Regions from separate parts of the Mus musculus genome. Here regions 2, 3, 4, 5, 6 and 7 are each linked to region 1. Evidence: chromatin contacts called from public ChIA-PET and HiChIP or PLAC-seq data. All regions are on one chromosome and are shown on one strand. Each heading gives the region's core, a stretch centred on a gene start, on an enhancer-like site or on the middle of the called end of the contact. The rest is flanking DNA. Distances are from core to core; before and after follow the strand shown.

Evidence for each region. ChIA-PET counts read pairs in DNA pulled down with a chosen protein or histone mark. HiChIP or PLAC-seq counts read pairs in DNA pulled down with a chosen protein or histone mark.
Region 2: a contact with region 1 is called in an H3K4me3 HiChIP or PLAC-seq map of forebrain, with 5 times the contacts expected there. The contact joins the promoter of Coil here to the promoter of Mrps23 in region 1. A contact is called at or near these places in 10 of 39 promoter capture datasets (the 3T3-L1 cell line, the C10 cell line, cranial neural crest and 6 more), 1 of 15 datasets of contacts at CTCF or cohesin (large pre-B cells), 1 of 484 Hi-C or Micro-C datasets (cumulus cells), 14 of 115 datasets of contacts at active chromatin or transcription factors (T-cell acute lymphoblastic leukemia, astrocytes, bone marrow-derived dendritic cells and 9 more) and 2 of 9 other capture datasets (liver and pancreatic islet).
Region 3: a contact with region 1 is called in an H3K4me3 HiChIP or PLAC-seq map of neural tube, with 4 times the contacts expected there. The contact joins the promoter of Scpep1 here to the promoter of Mrps23 in region 1. A contact is called at or near these places in 2 of 39 promoter capture datasets (cranial neural crest and macrophages), 3 of 484 Hi-C or Micro-C datasets (cerebellar granule neurons, cortical neurons and lens fibers), 12 of 115 datasets of contacts at active chromatin or transcription factors (bone marrow-derived dendritic cells, bone marrow-derived macrophages, craniofacial prominence and 7 more) and 2 of 9 other capture datasets (liver and macrophages).
Region 4: an H3K4me3 HiChIP or PLAC-seq map of embryonic stem cells shows a contact between it and region 1, with 4 times the contacts expected there. The contact joins the enhancer-like site here to the promoter of Mrps23 in region 1. A contact is called at or near these places in 4 of 39 promoter capture datasets (the HPC-7 cell line, cranial neural crest, frontonasal cranial neural crest and 1 more), 1 of 15 datasets of contacts at CTCF or cohesin (large pre-B cells), 2 of 484 Hi-C or Micro-C datasets (cortical neurons and lens fibers), 6 of 115 datasets of contacts at active chromatin or transcription factors (bone marrow-derived macrophages, embryonic basal ganglia, embryonic stem cells and 2 more) and 2 of 9 other capture datasets (embryonic stem cells and macrophages).
Region 5: a FOXA1 HiChIP or PLAC-seq map of pancreatic cancer cells shows a contact between it and region 1. The contact joins the enhancer-like site here to the promoter of Mrps23 in region 1. A contact is called at or near these places in 16 of 39 promoter capture datasets (the 3T3-L1 cell line, 3T3-L1-derived adipocytes, the C10 cell line and 10 more), 2 of 484 Hi-C or Micro-C datasets (B cells and embryonic stem cells), 19 of 115 datasets of contacts at active chromatin or transcription factors (bone marrow-derived macrophages, embryonic basal ganglia, embryonic forebrain and 13 more) and 1 of 9 other capture datasets (liver).
Region 6: a contact with region 1 is called in an RNA polymerase II ChIA-PET map of memory CD8 T cells, with 11 read pairs. The contact joins the promoter of Mtmr4 here to the promoter of Mrps23 in region 1. A contact is called at or near these places in 3 of 39 promoter capture datasets (hippocampal neurons and liver) and 2 of 115 datasets of contacts at active chromatin or transcription factors (embryonic limb bud and memory CD8 T cells).
Region 7: an H3K4me3 HiChIP or PLAC-seq map of embryonic basal ganglia shows a contact between it and region 1, with 7 times the contacts expected there. The contact joins the enhancer-like site here to the promoter of Mrps23 in region 1. A contact is called at or near these places in 15 of 39 promoter capture datasets (the C10 cell line, the HPC-7 cell line, HPC-7-derived erythroid cells and 12 more), 7 of 484 Hi-C or Micro-C datasets (bone marrow-derived macrophages, cerebellar granule neurons, embryonic fibroblasts and 2 more), 18 of 115 datasets of contacts at active chromatin or transcription factors (the 230-238 cell line, the SCID.adh cell line, bone marrow-derived macrophages and 12 more) and 1 of 9 other capture datasets (adipose tissue).

The regions. Positions count from the first base shown.
Region 1 is chr11:88,202,644-88,205,867 of GRCm38.p6, forward strand. Mrps23 (mitochondrial ribosomal protein S23) reads left to right here and starts at 1,745. Exons shown (of 5, transcript NM_024174.6): 1 at 1,745-1,842; 2 at 2,546-2,716. The coding sequence starts at 1,799.
Region 2 is chr11:88,972,479-88,975,702 of GRCm38.p6, forward strand. It overlaps Coil (coilin), which reads left to right and starts at 1,457. Exons shown (of 7, transcript NM_016706.2): 1 at 1,457-1,724. The coding sequence starts at 1,471. It also overlaps the pseudogene 2210409E12Rik.
Region 3 is chr11:88,953,885-88,957,108 of GRCm38.p6, forward strand. Scpep1 (serine carboxypeptidase 1) reads right to left here and starts at 1,558. Exons shown (of 13, transcript NM_029023.3): 1 at 1,410-1,558. The coding sequence starts at 1,485.
Region 4 is chr11:88,930,166-88,933,389 of GRCm38.p6, forward strand. It overlaps Scpep1 (serine carboxypeptidase 1), which reads right to left. Exons shown (of 13, transcript NM_029023.3): 11 at 43-180. Scpep1os (serine carboxypeptidase 1, opposite strand) reads left to right here. Exons shown (of 5, transcript NR_045955.1): 4 at 2,123-2,222. Among named protein-coding and RNA genes, the nearest start is that of Scpep1, 24 kb to the right of the region's middle. Within about 2 kb of position 1,761, at least 12 of the 459 cell types and tissues checked have an H3K27ac peak or open chromatin away from gene starts, as enhancers often do. A contact at or near this core is called in embryonic stem cells, where this site is marked.
Region 5 is chr11:88,871,634-88,874,857 of GRCm38.p6, forward strand. All of the region lies in intron 3 of 4930556N13Rik (RIKEN cDNA 4930556N13 gene), which reads left to right. Among named protein-coding and RNA genes, the nearest start is that of Akap1, 8.7 kb to the left of the region's middle. Within about 2 kb of position 1,773, at least 32 of the 459 cell types and tissues checked have an H3K27ac peak or open chromatin away from gene starts, as enhancers often do. A contact at or near this core is called in liver and pancreatic cancer cells, where this site is marked.
Region 6 is chr11:87,590,503-87,593,726 of GRCm38.p6, forward strand. It overlaps Mtmr4 (myotubularin related protein 4), which reads left to right and starts at 1,664. Exons shown (of 19, transcript NM_133215.2): 1 at 1,664-1,748; 2 at 2,887-2,931. The coding sequence starts at 2,929. It overlaps Septin4 (septin 4), which reads left to right. Exons shown (of 14, transcript NM_001368775.1): 14 at 1-41.
Region 7 is chr11:88,801,945-88,805,168 of GRCm38.p6, forward strand. No RefSeq gene overlaps it. Among named protein-coding and RNA genes, the nearest start is that of 4930556N13Rik, 48 kb to the right of the region's middle. Within about 2 kb of position 1,462, at least 20 of the 459 cell types and tissues checked have an H3K27ac peak or open chromatin away from gene starts, as enhancers often do. A contact at or near this core is called in muscle stem cells, where this site is marked.

The DNA of each region.
Region 1 (3,224 bases), core at 495-2,994:
CTGAGTAGTTGTCTTGAGACACACCAGAAGAGGGCATAAGATCTTATTACAGATGGTTGTGAGCCACCATCTGGTTGCTGGGATTTGAACTCAGGACCTTCAGAAGAGCAGTCAGTGCTCTTAACCGCTCAGCCATCTCTCCAGCCCCCCTCTCCCCCCCCCCCCGCTCTTACAGATTTCATTCCCATACAACTATTTCTGCAATGTTTCATTTAACCCCAAGCCATGGGCATTAATGTAGGTAGGTAAATACAGATGGTCCTAGCTCGTTAATTTTACCAGGTGCATAGGCTTTCATAGAATGCACAAACCCTAACTTTCCAGCCACTAGTTTATTTTGAGATAGGGTCTTTCTCTACACAGCCTTGGCTTCTGAAACTCACCATGTAGGTCAGGCTGGCCTTAACTTACAGATATTCAATATCTGCCTGCCTCTGCATCTCAAGTGCTGGGATCAAAGGCGTGTGCTAACATCCTCTACTACTTTTCATTCGATGAAATATTTGTTGTTGCTCTTCTGTTTTTTGTTTTTTTATTTTTCTTAGACAGCATCTCACTGTGTAGCCCTGGCTGTCCTGCAACTTGATCTGTACATCACCAGACTGGCCTCAAACTCAGAGATCGTCCGCCTCTGTCTCCTGAGTTCTGGGATTAAAGGTATGACCCACCACCTCCTGATCATATGATGAATTTTAATTAATTTCATGTGTATCAGTATTTTGCACGAACGTAAGCCTGTACACCACATACATGCCTGGTACCTGCAGTGTTCAGAAGAGAACATCAAATCTCCAGGGACTAGAGTGACAGGTGGTTATGTCACCCTGTGTGTGCTAGAACTCGAATCTGGGTCCTCTGGAAGAGCAGTCAGTGCTCTTAACTGATGAACTCTTTCTCCAGCCCGATGTTTTGTTTTTGTTGTTGTTGTTGTTTTTTTTTAAATCTTGTCACTACGATCAACCATGATGTTCTTCGCACAAATACCCTGATGAAATTTCTAAGGGGTGCTTCTCCAACGGATATTCCTCCAAACCCATACTTTGAACAGTTGAACAATGACAGACTACGTTCCCCCAGATTTTTATTTTCTTCCTCCGAATGCATTCATTCTGGGCTTTTACTTCTTAAAACTCCAGCGCTAGCGGGCGGGCGAGGGACGCCTCCAGCGGAGGAACTACTACTTACAGGCAGCTTTCCACTGAGCCTGAAAACAGACTGCTCTGCTGAGCCCCGCTTAAGGCGCAAAAGGCCGAGGAAGGAGGCCTGGAGGCTCGTGTCACTTGGAAAAGTTACTTCGCCCCTATTTGGGTCTCAGTTTCTGAGTAGTGTGAGTGGCTAAGATTAGGCTTAGTCGAGCCTGGTGTCCTCAAATGTCATATTGGCTAGCTGTTCCTGACTGTAGGATGTGCTGCATCCCGGCGAGCTCCACACTATTCCCTCCACCCTGCCAGAGAGGAGGAAGCTTTGCAAAGTTAGAGAGAAGAAAGCAGGCGCCACACTCCACCTTTCCCCAGGACCGGTCGTTTGCTACTCTTGCGCAGCTTTGGCGCGCTCCCGCTCTTTTGGCTCGGGAATCGATTATTCGTATCTGACCACCCCACCCCACCCCCACCCACCCGGACGCAGGACCTGAGGGCTCCTGCTCAGCCCATCGTTTGCTTCTGCCTGGTTCCGCCGTCCGGATGACGTCGAGGCGGGACTGTCATCCTCGGCTCGGCCAGCCGCTTGTTCCCCCTTGGCTTGCTTGCTGCCGCTTCCGCTTCCGGTAACAGCCCGAGGCTTTCTAGCCCAAGTGGCCATGGCGGGGAGCCGGCTGGAGACGGTGGGGAGCGTGTTCTCCCGGTGCGTGCTCCGAGTTGGGCGAGGGCAGAGTTCCTAGCGGGTCACGACCCTCCTGGCATATCCTTAGGGGATGCGGTTGCGGGTGTCCGAGCCAGGTGATGCCCTTGGCACGGAATCGGTGTGGTTTGTCTCTGTCCCCTTGGATTTCTGTCCTGTCAGATTGTGCTCGCCACCCCATTTCGGTGGAGACCTTCTACAGTAAAGAAGCTGAAGGGCCTGACTGGACAGGTCTTGCTTTTTCACTATGGAACGGTGGGTGGGACCCGTGCAAGAAGATGGAAGCTGTGTGTCGTGGCTCGCGCGCGTAGTCTCGGCACTTAGGAGGCGAGGCAGGAGGATTGCCACAAGACCGGGGCCAACCTGGCTTCGTAGCAAGGCTACTGGTGGACTTCTGTCAAAACAAAAAGCCTGCGTGGACACGCTGTAATCCTAGCTCTAGGGAAGTGCAGGGAGGCACTAAATTCAAGGTCATCCTTGGCCACACTCTTTAGTTTAAGTCTAGCCTAGGCTACATGAGAGCTAACCAACTGGACTTAACACTGTGGCCATGCTAGGTTGCTGTGTGTATTGGCCGTGCCTCCTTTAGGCGGGAGGCCCATTTCAGCTCACCCCTACCAGGCTGCTCTTTCCTTCGTTTAAGTTGATTCAGAGACTTTACAACCCTGTGGTAACCGACTGACCTTGGTTCTGTTCCCTTTCTAAGGACGAGGGATCTGATGCGGGCCGGGGTGTTGAAAGAGAAGCCACTGTGGTATGACATATATAAGGCCTTTCCACCCCTGAGAGAGCCTGTCTTCCGAAGGCCCCGCTTGCGATACGGCAAAGCCAAAGCTGACATCCAGGACATCTTTTACCAGGAGGATCAGATTCGAGCGTAAGTGTCTATCCCCTATAGTGAGCAGGGTGCCGCAGACCTTCAGAGAGGAAGGCTCATGTAGAAGTCTGCCAACCAGACCACCAGAAGAGGATATCAGATCGCATTACAGATGGTTGTGAGCCACCATGTGATTGCTGGGAATTGAACTCAGGATCTCTGGAAGAGCAGTCAGTGCTCTTAACCACTGAGCCATCTCTCCAGCCCAGAAACAGAAGTTCTAAGAAGTGGAATCTGGAGACTAAACTGACAAAGTTGCAGATAAAGTGTTTGTTAACTGGCCTCTGTTCTGTATGAGGTACTTGATCAGCCCTTGACAAACATCAGCTCATAGACTTTATTACTCTAACCCTGTCCGCGAAGGCAGGTATCATTGCCTCTGTGTTATTCAAGAGAACTATCAGGTTCAAGGAGGTTAACCACCATGGCCACCCCAGAGGGCGGTGGATCTGAGAATCACGTCTGGCTCCACACTTAAGCTGCTGCTATCACAGTAGCTTCTTTGGAA
Region 2 (3,224 bases), core at 207-2,706, 770 kb after region 1:
TAATGAATTCAGATTAACAACACCCTAAGAGGCCTCCTGCAGGTGCAGATATCCAATTGAAACCAGCCTTTCCTGTCAGGGTCAGAGAAACTCAGCCCCAGAGCAATGAAAAGACTTAAAGTCTGTTGTTGACACTTCTCAGGTCCAGTGAGGTGCATGGAGTCACAAGCAGACACAGGGTTGTTTGTGTTTCTTGTGATCCGACACAAGAAGACCACCATCTTCACTGATGCCAAGGAGTCAAGCACGGTGTGGGAGCTCAAGCGCATCATTGAGGGCATCATGAAGAGGCCTCCTGAGGAGCAGCTGCTGTTCAAGGACAACCAGCTCCTTGATGAGATGAAAACTCTGAGGGAATGTGGCTTCACTTTTCAGGTAGCAAGGCCAGAGACCCCAGCCACAGTGGGCCTGGCCTTCAGAACAGGAGATGTCTTTGAAGGCCTGGAGATCCACCCCTAATCTTTTCCTCCACCTCTTCCAGACGTGAGGAAGGATTCTGGAAACAGTGCTAAGGAACAAGATGTGCAGTGAGGGCCCCACAGCCAATTCCTAGAGACCTAGAGACCCATTCTCTAGTTGAAAATAAATAAATAAATTGGCTGTCTTTTAAAATAAATATTAAATAACCCTAAAAGCACAAATACTGCTCTCGCGTCATACTGTATTCTACCTCTCGACTGGAGGTGGCCAGCAGCCAGCAGCCAGCAGCAGCCATCCCTGAGGAGAAAGGAACAAAGCTAGAACAGGGCGTCCGTAGGGGATGATTCCCTCTGGGATGATAGGGCCTGCTACAGGCAGGACTGGTCGGGAACAGCAGGCTCTGGAGTGAATGGTGTGGTTCCTGAGTGTCTTCTCTGGGTACCTAGGCACCACCTGGAGTGTCTGAAGACAACTACAGTGTAACTTATATATAATAAATAAATCTTTTAAAGAAAATCTTCCTATTTATTTAGCTTTCTGACTCTCTGGACCGTCAACACTTTCAGAATACTGTTCTGCCTCAAGATGAGGAAAGCACTTGATCTGGTCAGGGACAGAGGACACACTGAACTCCCTGAGGCCCCCAAGGACGTGTGTGTGTGAGTTTTAAACAGTCTTATGAGAACTTTAAGTCTCGCATCACGAGAATGTCTCATTTTCTGCTTGGACACGCACCACAATTTGGTGCTTTCCTGACCTTTTTGGTAGAAAAGTAAAAACCTATTACAGGGGTTCGAGTCAGGCTTGCTGCTTATTAATTTTATAGATTTTTGGTTTGTTTCTGTTTAATTACACGAACCGATATCGTAGCAGCTATCCTGACAGTCAACTTGCATGTATGTTCAGCCCTGAGAAAGAATGGGGAGCTCGCGAGGGGAGCCTTACAGACCTACTTGCGCCCCCAGGCGGCGCACGCTAGCTGCTGCTGGGGGCGGGCCGCCGGACCACGCCGCTGCGAAAGCCCTTGGAACCTCTCGGCTTCCGTCGAGCATGAGCAAGATGGCAGCCTCCGAGACGGTTAGGCTACGGCTTCAATTTGACTACCCGCCGCCGGCCACTCCACACTGCACGGTCTTCTGGCTTCTGGTGGACCTGAACAGATGTCGAGTTGTCACGGATCTCATCAGTCTCATCCGCCAGCGCTTCGGCTTCAGTTCCGGGGCGCTCCTGGGCCTCTATCTGGAAGGGGGGCTGCTGCCCCCTGCCGAGAGCGCGCGCCTGGTGAGAGACAACGACAGCCTCAGGTGCGCGGGAGCGCGCGGGGGTGGGGGTGGGGGCGCGCGGCTCGGGGTGCGGGTGCGGGTGGGGGGCGCTTGCTGGACCGCAGGATGCAGGATCCGGGTAGCGAGCTAGCCAGCTGCGGAAAGGCAGGTTCGCGAGATCCTGAGTGGTCCAGCCCAGGATGGAGCATCCTTCCCCGGGTTCCCCGGGACGCTTCTCATTTCAGGGGGACTAAACTTGGAGCAGCTCCGGTGCTCAAGAGCAGGGCCAGTACTCACTCTGCCAGGCTCTGTGTGCAGTGTGCATGGCGCAAATATGCCACAGACCCGCCTTCTCTGGGCTGCACTTGCAGGCAGGAAGCAGAGATGTTTTCTGAGTAATGTATGGAATGGCCCACCTTAGCGCCTTGGCAGTGTCCACTTCTGGTGGATTTCTGTGTCTCATTCAGGTGTCATTGGGTCCCATCCAATTGGTATCGGAATGCGTTTCACGTGTCACACAGAAGGCTGTGTGTTTCAGTAGCTTGACTGCTTGCATCTCAAAGCCCTAGATTTGATTCCCAGCTGGCTAACCAGGAATCCCTGCACTGAGGAGGTGAAGACAGACAGGAGGATCAGGAGTTCAAAGTATCCTTGGCTACATAGGTCAGCCTGGCATATGTGAGAGCTGTTTAAAAAAGAAAAAAGGTAAAATCAGGCTGGGCGTGGTGGCGCTCGCCTTTACTCTCAGTAGTCGGGAGGCAGAGGCAGGTGGATTTCTGAGTTTGAGGTCAGCCTAGTCTGCAGAGTGAGTTCCAGGACAGCCAGGGCTACACAGAGAAACCCTGTCTTGGAAAACAAAAGAAACAAATGTGAGACAGAGAGAGAGAGAGAGAGAGAGAGAGAGAGAGGCCCGAGTGGAGGTGGCGTACACCTTGTATCCTAACTCTCAGAAGGCAGAGGCAGGCAGATCTCTGAATTTGAAGCCACCCTCGTGAGGGCTGGGTAGAGAAACCTGTCTCAAAACAACAAGAAGGAGAATTTAATCGTTGTCACTGAAGTGAGTATCCAGGAGCGACTACAGTGTGACTAGTTGGCAGGTGGCTTAGTTGTCTCAGATGGCGGGCTGATGCGATTGGTCATACCAGTTGGCATACATACTGATATAGTCTATGGTCCCACCACTTCCAACCACACCTCTAAGCTTCCGCTGCGGTGAGTTAAATTTGGAATTATAGGCCTGGCGTGGTGGTGCACGCCTTTAATCCCAGCACTTGGGAGGCAGAGGCAGGTGGATTTCTGAGTTCGAGGCCAGCCTGGTCTACAAAGTGAGTTCCAGGACAGCCAGGGCTATACAGAGAAACCATGTCTCGAAAAACCAAAAAAAAAAAAAAAAAAAAAACCCAAAAAAATGGAATTATAAAGCAGGCTATTTCTTGCTTGCCTTTGTTTAGTGTTGCTTTCTGTCGAGAGTGCCACATTTGCAAAATTTCTTCAGAACATCAGGGAAATTAATTAGAAACACTGACCATATCTTTGCATCAG
Region 3 (3,224 bases), core at 308-2,807, 750 kb after region 1:
AAGAGGTGGCTCAGTGGTTAAGCGCACTGACTGCTCTTCCAGAGGTCCTGAGTTCAAGTCCCAAGTGCTGAAAGTGATGGCTCACAACCATCTGTAATGAGATCTGACACCCTCTTCTGGCGTGTCTAAAGACAGCTACAGTGTACTTACATATAATAATAAATAAATCTTTGGGATGGGGTGAACAGGGCTGGATGGAGCGAGCAGAGGTCCTGAGTTCAATTCCCAACAACCACACGATGGCTCACAACTATCTGCACAGCTACAGTGTACTCATATACATAAAATAAATAAATCTTTGAAAAAAAAAAAAAGACTGAAAATCAGGGGTGGTGAGATGACTCAGGAGATAAAAGACAGTGGCCACCAAGCCTGGCACCCTTAGTTCAGTCACAGGGAGCTACATCATAGAAAAACTGACTTCTCCGTGTTGTCCTCTGACTACACACACACACACACACCCTTTGACACTCACAAAACAAATTAAAAAAGAAAGAAAGAAAGAAAGAAATTAAATTAAAAGGCTGGAAAGATGGCTCAGCTGGTAAGATCACTTTCTCACTGTCTTGCTCTTCCAGAGGACCTGGGTTTAATTCCCAGAATTCACATGGCAGCTCACAACTTCTGTACCTTCGCTTTCCTGAGATCCAAAGCCCTCTTCTGACTTCTCAGAGCACCAGGCATACAAGTAGTACACAGACAGACATGGAGGCAAGACAAAATATATTTTTTTCCTTTAATAAAGTGAGAGTTAATCCAGACACTTGGTAGGTAAGAGTCCGAGGCCAGCCTAGTCTATGGAGAGAGTTCCAGGACAGCCAAGGCTACACAGAAAAAAACCTGTCTGGAAAAACAAACAAAAAGAAAAAAAGGAAAAAAACGAGAAGAAAAGAAAGAAAGAAAATGTGCCAATTTGCAAGTCATTCCACAAAACAAAATTCTTTTTTGCCCAAAAATAGGCCAGAGCAGTCAGCTGATATTTTGTCTCTTCTAAACCAGCAGAGGTGGCAGGCTTTGTTTCAAAGCAAGGATTTGTAGAGGTCTCTTTGGCCTCCAATCTCAGCTCAATCAAATGACCCTAAAACGTCACTAGGCAGCTAACCACAGGAGAAAGGGGAGGTGGCCTTTAGACCGTGAAGTCTCACTCATCAGCAATTTCCTGAAACCATACGTTTCTGTACAAACACTTCCATCTCCAGGAATCACCCTGCATCAGGAAGGGGCAGGAAAAGGCACTTTGAATTAAGACACAAATAAAAATTAAGAGGTTCAGAAACAATATAAATTTCTCAAGGGAAGAAGCGGGAGAAAGAAATGTGTTTTAAAAAAAAGAAAAAGAAAAACGCGAACGCATCAACAAATTCGAGAAGGAGGCACCCACCGTTGGTGCGTCTTTCTCACGAACCTACCCGCGCTGAAGCCCAGTAAGAACGATAGGAGCAGCAGCCACAGTCGCACGAGACAGATCCGCCGCGAGAGCTCCATGATGAAAACCCCGCCGCAACATCAGCAACAGGCAGGAGCCAAAGGCCATCGCGTGACGGCTTGCGCGGGGACTGGGCGGAGTCAGGGGCGGAGCCTAAGTGGGCCCTGACACTCCTAAGGATTCCGCGCTCCCTCTGCCGGTCGGACCCACCCAGGACCTCCTACAAAGGGCTCTCGAGGGAGGTGCTACAAAGGAGGCAGTTAATATGTCATCTGACCTTGGTTACTAAGTAGGGAAGAATTGAGAAAACTACAACTGGATAACCACCATCCCCTCAGCCCGGCCCGTGTTTGTCTTCTCCGACAAAAGGCTTATGTTTTATCTTTTAAGACTTGTTTTTATTATTTTATGTGCATATGTGTGTATGAATGTATATGCCACATGTGTGGGTTTATGCAGAAGGAGTGGGTTTCTCTGGAGCTAGGGTTACAGGGCTTTTTGAGTGGCCGGTGCAGATGCTGGGAACTGAATTTGAGTCCTCTGGAAAACCAACAAGTGCTCTTAAATTACTGAGCCATCTCCATAGTCTCAGGCCTAGAATTTTAAAAAATTGCATCTGAAAAGATGAAGTCAGATTAAAGCACGAACCAGCAGGTCTTTTAAGACTAGAGCTGGGCAGTGGTGGCGCACACCTTTAATTTCAGCTCTTGGGAGGCAAAGTCAGGTGGATTTCTGAGTTCCAAGCCAGCCTGGTTTACAGAGTGAGTTCAAGGACAGCCAGGGCTACACAGAGAAACCCTGTCTCAAAAAAAAAAAAAAAAAAAAAAAAAAAAAAAAACAGAAAGAAAGAAAGAAAAAGAGAGAGAGAGAGAGAGAGAGAGAGAGAGAGAGAGAGAAAGAAAGAAAGAAAGAAAGAAAGAAAAGAAGAGAGAAAGAAAGAGTCTAGATTCTATTTTCAGAAACCCATTACTTTGAAGTGGTGGCTCAGGGGTTAAGGGCATTGTTGCTCTTCCAAAGGACCCAAGTTTGGTTCCCAAGACCCACATGGTGGCGTACAGATTCAGAACTCCACATCTCATGATCCAGGGGATCTGGCACTTCCTCAAGCATACATATGATGCATATATAAGCCTGCAGGCAAAACGCTCACATAGATAAAGTGAATCGAAAATATTATTATCAAATCACATGTGTCATTAATATACTAGTAATTCATAAAAAATTACTATATAGATCCTATAACTTTTGGTTATGTATTTTAAACACAGCAAAAAAAAAGTGGACTTTTTCTCTCTTGATAGCATGGTCAACATCACTGTGTGTGATATACTATCTTCAAAGCAGTTATTTAAAAGAAGGTATCAAGGGCTTGTGGAGAGGAATTTGAAGAAAACATGGACTGCAGAGGTGTGTGTGTATGATATGTCTGTCTGAAGATAAATTTTTATTTTACGGAATATTTTAGGGGTACTGAGTCACCTCACAGAGCCAAGCAACAGCAAGAGCTACCTGGAAGTGACTTTTGTCTCTGCAAACTTTGTTTTAAGATAACAAACTCACAAAAGAAAGCAAGAACAAAGAATGTGTCCCTGACTCAGGTTTTTATCCTCCCCCATGCCTCCTATGCATCAGCAGAAATGTTTTTCTTTGCAACCTGTAGATTTTATAGCTTCTAGAAAGTGTAGTGCGTATCCTGTGTCCTACGTTGCCACTGAGGGCAGGGCTGCAGAGAAGTGGGAGTCTGCTGTCTACTTTTCTCCTGCTCCAACATGAGTGGGGCCAAATGCCTGAAAAATCT
Region 4 (3,224 bases), core at 511-3,010, 730 kb after region 1:
CCCCTGATTGCTACCGTGTGTCCCCCAGAGTTTGGTTCCTACCTATGGTGTCCACAATGAGATCCAGCTGTCCGTTGTACACGGTCACATTGACCCCAGCTGCCAGCAACTTATCCACAACGTCGATGGCAGGCTTCATGAAGTCCCCTTCCATGCTTAGGAAGACATAAGATGCCTGGGCTACAGAAGGTGAAGGAGAAAGAGGTAACACGTTGGAATTAAGAAATCTCTTTCTGCCCAAGCATTCTAAACTATGGTTCCTAAAAGTCCCTAGGTGTCAGGGGTGTGTGTGTGTGTGTGTGTGTATGTGTGTGTGTGTATGTGTGAGTTCTATGGCTTTGAACTGATTCAACCTCCAAATTCTGGAATCTGTATGTCCAAACCCTGAAGGTTCTTGTCCCCGATTGTTTTTTTATCAATCAATAAAGAACCAACAGCTACTGGCCACTTCCTAAATTGGGCCTGGGGTAGCAGGGGAAGGTTTAGGAGCCAGGAATACTGGAGGGAAATCTATGCTAGCTGGTCAGAGGAGTAGAACTGCCCAGCCTTTGAGCAAGTCAAGGCACATTAATATTGACTGGCTGGTGATCACGCATGAGTCTTTTATTTGAGAATCCAAATAGCTCTTGGGCAGGTACGCACATTCAACCAGCCAGGAGCCAAACAGGTGTAGCTAAACTCACCCCTACACCTAGGAAGCAATGCTGAGTGACAGGTGCTCCACAGAGGGACCAACTGGCCAGCAAGAAGGAAATAAAAATAGTGCACACTGTCCCTTTGCTTGGGAGCGCGTGCTGATGGTACGTGCCATGTGCAACGAGGAGCTAAAATCTGCAGAAGGAAACAGAGAGGCAGAGGCCCAGAAAGCTTTCAGCTGTTCCACTCGGAAATAAACTGCTTTGCACCAGAGTGCTAAGTGGTACCAAGGCCAGAAAACAAAACAAAACAACCCAGCAAGTATCTGGGATACACCATTGGGGAGGTGGCCAAGCCACCAGTTGGAAGAGTAGATTACGGGTTACCCCCCAGTAATTGTCAAAGCCAAGTAAAAATAACCATAGTTTGAGTCTCATTGATTTGTATGCTAGTCAGGGATATGCTTAAAGTATTGTAGACATTTTAAATCCTAATGTGGGGCTTTCTATCCCGTCTGTGACCATTTAGTTCCTGGATAAAAGACGCATATAGCTGGGCAGTGATGGCGCACACCTTTGATCCTAGCACTTGAGAGGCAAAGGCAGGCAGGTTTCTGAGTTTGAGGCCAGCCTGGTCTACAGAGTGAGTACCAGGACAGCCAGGGCTACACAGAGAAACTCTGTCTTGAAAAACAAAACAAAACAAAACAAAACAAGACACACACAACCTTTATATTTATAATAAGCCTCAATTAGCACAAGAGCTGGTCAAATATCTACCCTCTATGTTATTAGAATCTACTTCCCTATCGATAACCCCAAGTTATTTGTTACTATGTTTCATTGGGGCTGCTCTCCCTCAGGGCCACATTTTCATGACTCATTTAACCCATGGTGGCTTTTCCTCCACTTCTTTTACCTTTTGTGGTCTCCTTCAAATCCCCAGGCCCTGGAACCCTAAATCCCACCTACATCTCTTCTGCCCAGCTATTTATTGGCTGTCAACATCTTTATTTACCAATCAGAAATACCGTGGGGGCAAGGTCACATAGCATTAGGTCACCTAGGTCTACTTGCAAACTCTCTTCTCTCTGGCATCAGTACTAGCATTAGCATATAAACAGCATCAGGCCAGCCCACTACAATGCAGATTGTGATAGAGTAACCCACGACCCCCTAACGAAGTCAAGACAGAGGTCAAAACAAAGCCCTCAGCAGCTACACGGAAGAAAGGGGACTCCTTGACCCGGTAGTCCTGGGGTATCTTGGATGTAAACCAAACAAATGCTACCCTGCTTGTTCAAAGATCCCCAAGGGACTAAGTAGGAACTTATCCAAGGTTTCTGCTGGATTTGGCCTCCAAAGACCCAAGTATTTCCACATGGTGACCTTCAGAGCAAAACACACATGGCAAACCCTATCTAGCACCTTACATGTAACCATTTTTTTAGATCATAATTTTAAAACTTCTGTTTATTTACTGATAGGTGGGCAGGGGACAGATGCACGCCGTGGTGCACGCTGTGGCGCATGCATAGAGGCCAGAGGATGGATAACTTCAGAGAGTCAGTTCTCTCCTTCCAGCACGTGAGTCCCGGAGACTGAGCTTAGCTCATCAGGCCTGATGGCGAGCACCCTCAACCACTGGGCCCCATTGGGCCTCTCCCCGGCCCTTTATTATTATTTATTTATTTATTTTTGGTTTTTCGAGACAGGGTTTCTCTGTGTAGCCCTGGCTGTCCTGGACAACTCACTTTGTAGACCAGGCTGGCCTCGAACTCAGAAATTCACCTGCCTCTGCCTCCCAAGTGCTGGGGATTAAAGGCGTGCGCCACCATGCCCAGATTTTTTTTTTTTTTTTAAGAGACACTTTTTGCTAAATTGCCCAGACTGGCCTCAAACTTGTGACGCTCCTATCAGCCTCCTTGGTTCTGGGATTTCCAGCCATGTACTACCATGCCCTACTCTTTTGTTTAGTTTTTCTTTTCTTTTCTTTTTTTTTTATAAAGGGGATTTATTTATTTATTTATTTATTTATTTATTAATTATATGTAAGTACACTGTAGCTGTCTTCAGACACAGAAGAGGGCGTCAGATCTTGTTACTGATGGTTGTGAGCCACCATGTGGTTGCTGGGATTTGAACTCTAGACCTTCGGAAGAGCAGTCGGGTGCTCTTACCCACTGAGCCATCTCACCAGCCCTTGTTTAGTTTTTCGAGACAGGGTTTCTGTGTAGCCCTGGCTGTCCTGGAACTCACTTTGTAGACCAGGCTGGCCTTGAACTCAGAAATCCACCTGCCTCTGCCTCCCAAGTGCTGGGATTAAAGGTGAGCACCACCATGCCCAGCTCTACCATGCCCTACTCTTATTTTGTCAATGTGTCACAAAGGTAAGGGGTGTAATAGTCCTTATGCAACCAATCCTACAACCAATCACACGCCACGTCTCCCCCCACCCACTTCTCCGCCAGCTCCTTATTCTAAATCCCTTTTGCCACATCGCTGCCGATTCTACATCTGCGGCAGGTGGTTAAGATCATTTTACTTATAAACCGAGGAAACCCAGCCTGCAGATTAAGGGCTCCGAAT
Region 5 (3,224 bases), core at 523-3,022, 670 kb after region 1:
TGTCTCAAAAAACCAAAAAAAAAAAAAAAAAAAAAAGAACAAAAACAAGTATGAGTTTGTAAACAAATTACAGCTGATGGGTGCCTTGAGATCCAATAATATAATGGAGGAAAGCAAGTGATGTACAGTTGACCCTTCATCTCCCCAAGGGTCCAGGTTCGAGGGTCTAATCAACTGAGGATGGACAATACTCGGAAAGTGCACTTGTGGAATCCCAGCACTAGGGCAAGTGAAACAGAGAAAAGGGCTGTAAAACTCAAGGCCAGGCTGGGCTGGCTACACACCAAGATTAACTAAGCCTAGCATAGGATGCACACCTTTGATCCCAGCAATCAGAAGGCAGATGCGTGCAGATCTCTATGAGTTCAAGGCTAGCCTGATCTACATAGTGAGTCCTAGGATAGCTAGGACCCTATCTCAAAAAAAAAAAAAAACAACATTATTTATTCTGAACCTGTATGAACTTTTTTCTTGTTAGTCACTATATCCCCTAACCAATGCACTAAAACAACTAACTCCAAGGCATTTATGCTATGTTAGATATTATGAGATATCTAGAAATGGTTTAAGGTACACGTGAGGGTTCTCGCCTTCTCAGTAAGGTAATGTGACTGATAAAATGGAACCACCATCTCTTCCATCTATCATGGGATAATGGGCTACATCTGTAGTAGTACTGGCCACCAGTGCGTGAAACCTCAGGGATTATGCCAGGGAGAGGGTGCTCTATAGATCTGTTCAATCTCTGAGGAAGCAATTTAGTAATCATTAACTAGAGTCATTAAAAAAACCCAGTTCCTATCCTTTGACCCAATAACCAGCTTCCCACAAAACTACCCAAGGGAACTGACTCAAAAGAAAATCCAAATCCACTTATGTTCAACAACTTGTTGCTGTTTTTCTTTATGAGAACTGAAAAATAAAGTCACAGCTGAAAGGCCCACCAATAGGGACCTGGTTAGCTAAATTATGGTACAGGTAAATACTCTTGATGGACTATTTAGCAATTTCTGTCACTATATGGCTGCATGAAAAAATTTAAAAGTATCAAAGTGCTTAGTGTCAAATTTTAAAGGTCTTTACACATAATTAAGAATAGAGCCACAGAAATAATATGTTAGTACTTGGACAACTGATTTGGAATTACTAGTTTTCCTTTTAAATATTCCTTATTGTTATTTTTAAACCAAAATCAGAAAAAAAAATTAGGCAAGGGGCATATTAAAAAATGGTTTAGTGGGGTTGGGGATGAGTTCAAAGTGTTTGCTTAGCCTATTCAAGGCTCTGATGTGATCTCCAGCACAGAGGGGTGGGGAGAAAAAAAGAAATGGCTTATTAAAAACAAAAAACAAAAAACAAAAAAACCCAAAAACAAAAAAACAGAGGGGTGGCTCACACCTTTAATTCCAGTAGTCAGAAGGCATAGATACTTGGATCTCTGTGAGTTCCAGGACAGCCAAGACTACACAGAGAGACCTTGTCTTAATAAAACCAAAACTAAAAAACCGGTAGGATAGATCTCAGTTAGTAAGCGTCCACCTAGAGTGCAGGAAGTCCTGAGTCGGTTCCCAGTACCCCGTACACTGGGCGTGGTGACGAGCACCTGTGATCCAAGCACTTGAGAGCTTGAGGCAGGAGGATAAGGATTTCAAGGTCATTCTGACCTACTGAGGAAATTTTAGTTCAAGCGATGCTACCTGAGACTTGGGGAAAATGGGGGAGGGCAAGGAGGGAGAGAAGACAAAGGAGAGGGTCAGCGCCGGCGGAGTGGGTGGCAGAGCGGCGTGCAGAGGGCAGTTAGAGCCACATCTGAGCTTCTCACTGCAGACTCAGAGGGTTGCAGGTGAGACAAACCTGTATTTATTCCACACGTAAGTCGGACGCACCGCAGGGTGAGATCTACTGAGGGGGGCACTCAGCTTTAATCCCCTCAGATAATCTCCAGAGTAAATACTCTCTGGTCAGAAACTGCCCCGCAAGGAAAACATAAGTAATCGTAACTCCGCCCCCCATAGAACCCGAGCCTGCTCCTGGGGATTTTACGTTTCTCGTTTGTTGTGTTCTGTATGATTTGTAGGTTTTTATAATATATAATGCAGAACAAGACAGGACAGCTTTCCAGACGCACGTGTGGTTCTGTACCATGTAAGGAAATAACAACCTGGCAAGAAGAGCTGGCAGCCTCGGCTGAGGGGGAGAAGCGCAAGCAGAAGGAAGTCGCATTTCCATCTTAGTAGACGGTGCTGATGGGATTATGAGCCTGTCTCCCACTGTGAGCAGCTGTGACCCTCCCTTTCCTGAGGGATAGGAGCGCTAGGATGCCTTTTCTTTCATTTTCTCTGGAAATGAGGGAATTAGGGTAACAGGGAAGTTACCGGTTTAAAAACTTTTTAAAAAAAGATTTATTATTTATTATATGTAAGTACACTGTAGCTGTCTCAGTCACACCAGAAGACAGCATCAGATTTTGTTATGGATGGTTGTGAACCACCATGTGGTTGCTGGGATTTGAACTCAGAACCTTCGGAAGAGCAGTCGGCGCTCTTAACCACTGAGCCATCTTGCCAGCCCCTTAAAAACTTATTATGTAACTTATACATAAAATTTGTCTATATTGGATTAGGGGTTTAGCTCAGTAAAGTTCTTGCCTGGTATGTGCAAGACTCTGAGATAGATCTTCAGCGCTGGGAAAAAAAAAAGTATCTATGGATGTCTTGTGATGTTAGCAGCCATTAAAAACTAAAAAACAGATTTTGGCTGGGGATATAGCTCAGTGGTAGAGTGCTTGCCCAGCATGCATGCACACAGTCCTAGACTGAATCCCCAGACTTCAACTATAAATAGAAGGAAAGGGGCTGGTGAGATGGCTCAGTGGTTAAGAGCACCGACTGTTCTTCTGAAGGTCCTGAGTTCAAATCCCAGCAACCACATGATGGCTCACAACCATCCGTAACGAGATCTGACGCTCTCTTCTGGAGTGTCTGAAGACAGTGACAGTGTACTTACATATAGTAAATAAGTAAATAAATAAATAGAAGGAAAGAAAGAGAAAACAGAGGAAGAGAAGGGAAAGGTAGGAAGGAAAGAGATGGGGGAAAAGGAAAGAAAGAGGAAGGCTGAGAATAGAAACAGAGGTGTGTGGGGAGGGTGCATACCAGAAAGGACACACTTGGTGGTGGAGGTGGGGTGTGGGGGACGATAGAAGCTGAAGGATCAGAAGTTCA
Region 6 (3,224 bases), core at 414-2,913, 610 kb before region 1:
AAGAGACTCAGAGGAAATAAACTAACCTATATGTGGCTTCAGGTGTCTCTGTATTTTTACCATTTCCTGGAAACATAGCTCCTATGACTAGTTTGAAAGGCTGATGGAAAGGGTACTGGTTTCTGGCTTTTAGTAGGAAACAGAAAGGGGGAAATTTCCCTTTCGCTTATAGAGTTCACTCAGCTTACAACATAGCTTGTCCTATTGACCATTTCTACTCTGGCTCCACTTTCTGAGCCTCAAGCCTCCATGTTTCCCGTATACAATACCTTCATTTTGTAGCTGCTCTTGGGAAAAACAAGGTATTAACTACCTGGCAACCTCTGATTTCCGCCTTTCCCCAGATTTGGGTAAATAGATATGCAGAATTAAGCTCCAAATTCCAGGAAGCTTGTGGTACAGTGCTGAACAAATTCTGAAGGTCCTGTAATTAGAGTGCTGGGACATAGGGAAAAACAAAATGCCATAGTCTCCAAGGAGCTCAGTATCACGCATGCGCTAGGTTAGACCCGGGTTCTAGACCCTGTAACTAAAACAGTGAACTCAGGAGAGATTTCTGTTTTCCTATGACTTAGTAACTGTAAGTACTTCAGAAACCAAGACGTGAGGACACTAGCCTAGGATCTCAGGGCCTAGACCCACTCCAGGACTCGGACTATCCGCCGAGAATAGGACTCTTTGCCACTTCAGTTTGGTTAGTAGTGGCGCGGATCACGGAGACCTCCAGCGTTACTGGTGACCTGCGTCCCGGTGCTGGCTCCAGGCGCTTCAGTCTTGTCCCTCTACCCCTTTTACAGACTAAGAAGCCGCAGCTAGCTAATGGCAGTCAGACCCAGTTTTTCTCTCTTGGCTGAGAGACTCTGGACTGGCGGCAATGCAGGTCTCGAAGGACGGCAAGGTTGGTCGGTCGTTAACAACCAGTCCAGATACGCAAAGGGAACCGCCAGCGCTGCCAGTCCGAGAGCTCCTTCCTCCCAGGCCTTCTAGGAGGGTCTTTCACGTTTTCCATTCCTGTGGCTTCAGCAGTTCCCGAACCCAGCTCTTCTCTTTCGCAGACAAAAAAAAAAAAAAAAAATCCAGGATTTTCTTTTCCATCGACCGGGCGACGAAACACGAGAGTGATGGAACCGAGAGTTTGGGAAGGGACCTTCCCCTTTCCTAGCCGGCATGCTACCCTTCCTTTCTCGCATTACTGGAGCAAAACAGAAACACCACTGGGTTAAAACGCTGAGCCACCGCGAGGTCATTTGCGAACTACCTCTCGGGCGGGGTCGTCACCGGAAGTGACTGCTACCATTCCCTGCAATGTCCCGCCCCCCAGTTGCGCTACCAGTAGGCGACGGGCGGCCGTACTTCCTGTCCCCGGAGCCCTAGGCTGCGACCCCTCTTACTCCTCTCCCATTGGCTGCCAGAGGGACGCGCTGTGATTTCCTATTGGTCGTGTCTGCTCTCTGGCGCCAAGCCTCCTCCCTCCGGGTACTGTCTGGTCTCCGGGTGCCGGATAGGTTACAAGCTGAGAGGGCGTCTGCCCACTGGACCAGTGAGCAGCGTGGAGAGTGAGGGCGGCGGCTGCGTGGTGAGGCAGGGCGGGACTTCGCGTGGCTATTGGCCAGGGCGGGTAGAGGCTAGAGATACGATTGGTTGGGGACAAGGGACCGTGGTGGGGTTCGAGCTGCGCGGCCTCAGCAGCTGCGGGAGACGGAAGTGGTGAGAGCGCGGCTTTGGAGGGTCGGGCGGACGCCGCCTGGGTGAGTCACTGTACCCCGTGCACTGCCAGCCTGGGAACCACAACGACCAAGTCCTGCCCGGCCCTCGCCGGCTCTCTTGAGTCCCGCCCTCTGTCATTTGGGGCTCCGCCTCCGAGGCCTTGGCCCCGCCCCTAAAACCTGGGCACCTGGATCTCCTGGCTGCTTAGCCCATCCTCCCCCACCCCCCACCCTAAGACCAGAGTCCCTAACTGTGAGAACCCTGGGCCTCCTAGGCCTGGTCCTTGTCGCTCCCTTCCTCTCTCTGTTTCTCAGGCCGCGAGCCAGGGAGCCGTGAGGCAGCACCTCCGGCTGGCCGCTTGCGGGCTCCCCCGTGAGGGAGGGAAGGTTGGTAGGATCACAATGGAGGCTTTAATCGCCGTAGCCTCCTATGGGGCTCTGCTGCACACCCCTCGAGCATACCAAACATGAAGGAGTGTCGGTGAAATTCAGACCTGGCTCCCTAAGTGGGCCCAGGAGGCCTTAACTTGAAATCCTTGTTAATTCGACCCATTTGACAGATGTTGTCTCCCAGGCCGGACTGGCCTAATTCTGCTCCTGTTGTGTGGCCTCCTCCCTCAAACCTTCACCTACTTGGTCTCAAGTATGCTCAGCAGGACCGGGCCAACCCTGCTGCTCTTTTATCACAGGTTGTGGTCCTCTCCCTCTTGTCCTCTGCTCTGGACTCTGCCCCCAGTAACAGGTCAGGTGGGTGCTACTCCTAGACTCAGAGACTGGCCGAACTGCCCTGTGGATTCATGCCCCTACCAGGGCCAAAAGTGAGTCCCAGTTGGGCAGTCTTTGTCTCTTCAGAGTTGGAATTTCTTCTCTTTTGTAGAGAGCAGGGTTTGGAGTGCTCTACTGCTGGGTGTGGGGATCAGAACGTTTGAGTTCTGCTGAGTAAGCTAGGATGATACTTAGCCTTGCTCAGGAACTTTTGTGGTGGAATTCTCACCGGGCAGGGTCACTTGTTGCTTCTTCCATTGCCTGACTGGTGTGGTGACTTTTTGAGACGCCGGATCCTCTGTGGTGGAGGAAAATGAGTTGCAGAGAAGTTCAGGGGTAGACCCGTGTGACAATCGTTGATTCTATGGTGATGTTAATGACCGTGCACTTTCCTCTTGTGTTCTGTCTCCTTTAGTGACGAGCAGGAGCAGGCAGCCAGGACCCTCGCCAAGGTAGAATGGTGAGTAGCTCCTTTTCCCTCATACCACTGTGTGTCTCATCCTCCAGTCTGACTCAGGGAAGCTGCCCCACCTCTCTTGGCCCTAGTGCCCCTGGTTACTCTGTTCACTTCCTAAACAGGCTCATTTGCCCTGATGCTTTTTTTTTTTTTTTTTTTTGGATGGGCAGTGTTGTTTTGAGACAGGTTCTTGCTGTAGAGTTTTGGTTAGCCTGGTACTAGACATGTAGCCCATGCCAGCCTTGAACTTGTGGGCAATCCCTCTTTCTCCCTCCATCTCCTAAGTGTTAAGATTG
Region 7 (3,224 bases), core at 212-2,711, 600 kb after region 1:
ACCATTTCTAGGCAGAAGAGCCTAGGCTGCATAAGAAAGCTAGCAGAGTGAGCCAGGGAGCAAGTTAGCAAGCAGTGTTCTTCCACGGTTCCTGTCTGACTTCCTCAAAGGTGGGCCGTGTCCCGGGAATGGAATTTGAAATAAACCCTTTTCTCCACAAATGCTTGTGGTCATAGTGTCTATCACAGTAACAGAAAATCAAAGTAGAACAAAAATGAAGTCAAAAAAAAAAAAAAAAAAGCCAAAGTCAGAGAATGGATGTCTCATGTAGCCCTTAGCAACTAGACAAAGGCCATAGCCAGAGAATGGATGCCTCGTGTAGCCCTTAGGCCCAAGTCAAAGGTTATAGTTAGCAAATGGGTGTTTCATGTAGCCCTTAACTACCAGCCAAAGACCATAGCCCCATAGCCAGAGAGCAGGTGTCTCATGTATCCCTTAGACCCAAGTCAAAGGCCATAGTCAGAGAGTAGATGTCTCATGGAGCCCTTCACTGGCACTCTTGGTCCACCTGCCTCTAATTTTGTGCACTGAAATTATAAGTGATCATCGCCAGGCCCTTCCGGCTCTTCTTTTTTCAATGGCAAAGGCAGGGAGGCTGTCCCCCTTCACCTTTGCACAGGGCCCTCTGTCTTCTGACAGGCTAGCAGTTGCCAGATGGTGCGTCTGAGGGGTACAGAGCTGGAGAAGGCTCTCCATCTTGTCCTGGTGCGCGGCCTTGGCCTCCACCACCTGACCATTGTTGATGAGGATTTGCTCCTGGGACTTCATCCTGCTGATTCACCTCCTCCGAGGGCTCCTCGCGCTCTGACTGCATGGCCGGTGACCAGGCAGCTGACCAGATGCACACCAGGTGGTGCGGGATCGGAAGCACACCACCCATATTTCACCAGTGGTATAATTGACAAGGGTCACCACAGGAGAGCTTCAGAGGAATAGAGGCCAGGGACACAGATTGCTGCTTGGGTTGCTAGTGGAATGGCTGCCCAGCCTCTCTTCTCCTCTGCAGAAAGCTTTCTCCCCCCACAAAGCCTCAAAGTCCGGCTTTACCTTCATCACCCTCCATTACCATGAACCAAGGACAAGTTTCCATCCCTGGAACGTGCAAATCTTTGAAAACAAACATAGGTGGGCGACAAAGTCAAGTATCCCTGACTCATCTCTGTCCCTCACTGACCACAGGCTGGCCTTAAACTTCTCATCCTTGGCCTGGCTGTCCTAAAACTCACTTTGAAGACCAGGCTGGCCTTAAATTCACTTGAGATCTGCCTTCCTCTGTCTCCCAAGTGCCAGGATTAAAGGCGGCGGCGGCGGCAGCGGCGCCACCACCACTGGATGGCTTAGACTCCGTCTTTAACAACCTCAGTTTTCTCAGTTGATTAGCGGGCATGGTGAAGCCTATTTTCCAAGTGAGTGTTGGCTGTGATTATCCCCACCTGCTCCTGACTGTAACAGACTCACGGAACTGCGGCATCGCGAGCTCTCTACAGCCAGCGGTGCACAGAGGGTTAAGGATTCAGAACTGAGCCTCTCCAACAGAGGAGAAAATAGAGCCACTTCCGGTGCACTTGAAGGACAGATTGCTGGGGATGGAATTGCAATCGGGTCTCGGAGTGGGAGAAGTGATTGCTGCCCTCATTAATATTACTGCTGGCGAGGGCTGCGTGGGACTCAATCAGGTAATTGAGGTCCCAAATTTCGTTTTTTATCCAGATGCGAGATTAATCGAAGTGGCTTCTTCAAATGAATTCTTCGGAGCTTTCGTTGTAAGCACGACGTCCTCTGGAGTTGTTGTTAACGTTTCAGACCTGAGCAATCGGGAAGCGAAGGCCTATTGTCCGGTTTAGCTAGTGTAAATGTTAGGACGGTCAAGGTCAGGGCATCACTGTACAGCTGTCAGCTCTGGTTTGACTCCAGGGACTCTTTGACCATGTGAACCCCTGGACAGCCACTCTGAGATGATGTCACAAGTCATGACCACGGTGATGATGGGAGGCAATTAACTTTGGTCATTCTGGACAGAGCAATAAAAACTAACTGCAAATCAGAACTAACCAACTACCACCACCTCCTGATGGTGATCAGGGAGGGGCAATGATGTCCATCTGTGATAAATATTTACATATTCATCATGCACACTACCCTTGTGTCTCTTCCGTTCCTACCAGGTACACGCCTTACAGTTAAGAATGGTACACAAGCCGGGCATGGTGGACACACCTTTAATCCCAGCACTCGGGAGGCAGAGGCAGGTGGATTTCTGAGTTCGAGGCCAGCCTGGTCTACAGAGTGAGTTCCAGGACAGCCAGGGCTACACAGAGAAACCCTGTCTCGAAAAAAGCAAAAAAAAAAAAAAAAAAAAAAGAATGGTGCACAAAGTGTTTTGCTAAGTACTGGTCACTCTGCTGAAAGACTGAAGGTCAGGAAATAGTTGTGGAAACCCCTTTATCTATGGTCAGGTGCATGGCACTAGTGCCTAGTGGCTAAGTCTGGGGTGTTGCAGAACCCCTTGATTTGGGAGGTCTGAGGAGTCTTGGATAACTGGTATCAGAATTGAATTTGATTGTTGGACACTCCTTTGGTGTTTCAGAATTGGAGAAGGGACTTGTAAATTCTCTCAGGGTTTCCACATAGGAATACTATAAATCCATTGTTAGATTTTTTTTTCTCTTAGTATCTTTGTGCTTTTGTGACACCACTGTAACTAATATGGATTTGGAAAAAAAATCCGTGTGTACACACACACACACTGGTCAAAGGAGTCAGTTCTCTCTTGCTGTCTTATGAAATTCAGCTCATTAGACCTGTGCACAAGTGTCTCTAGCCACTGAGCAATCTTATTGGCCCAATAGTAAGTTTTAAAATTCACTTCCCAACTGTTTATTGTTGGTGCGTGGGAAGCTAGTCATTGTATTATCTTCTGTTGAGGTCCTTGTTAGCCGACTTAATACTTGTAGCTGATATTTAGATATTTAGTTTGTTTTTGGACTTTTTAGATTTGTTTTAGGGTGTGTGTGTGTGTGTGTATGATGTACATGTGTATGTGCACTTATGCATAGGTGTCTGTGGAAGGGCATCAGATCCCCTGACACAGAAACTACTGGCAGTTATGAGCTGCCCGATATGGATGCTAAGAACCAAGCCCTGGTCCTCTGTAAGAGCAGCGAGTGATCTTAAACACTGAGCCACCTCGCAAGCTCTTGCAGTTTTTTTATACAGTTCCTGGG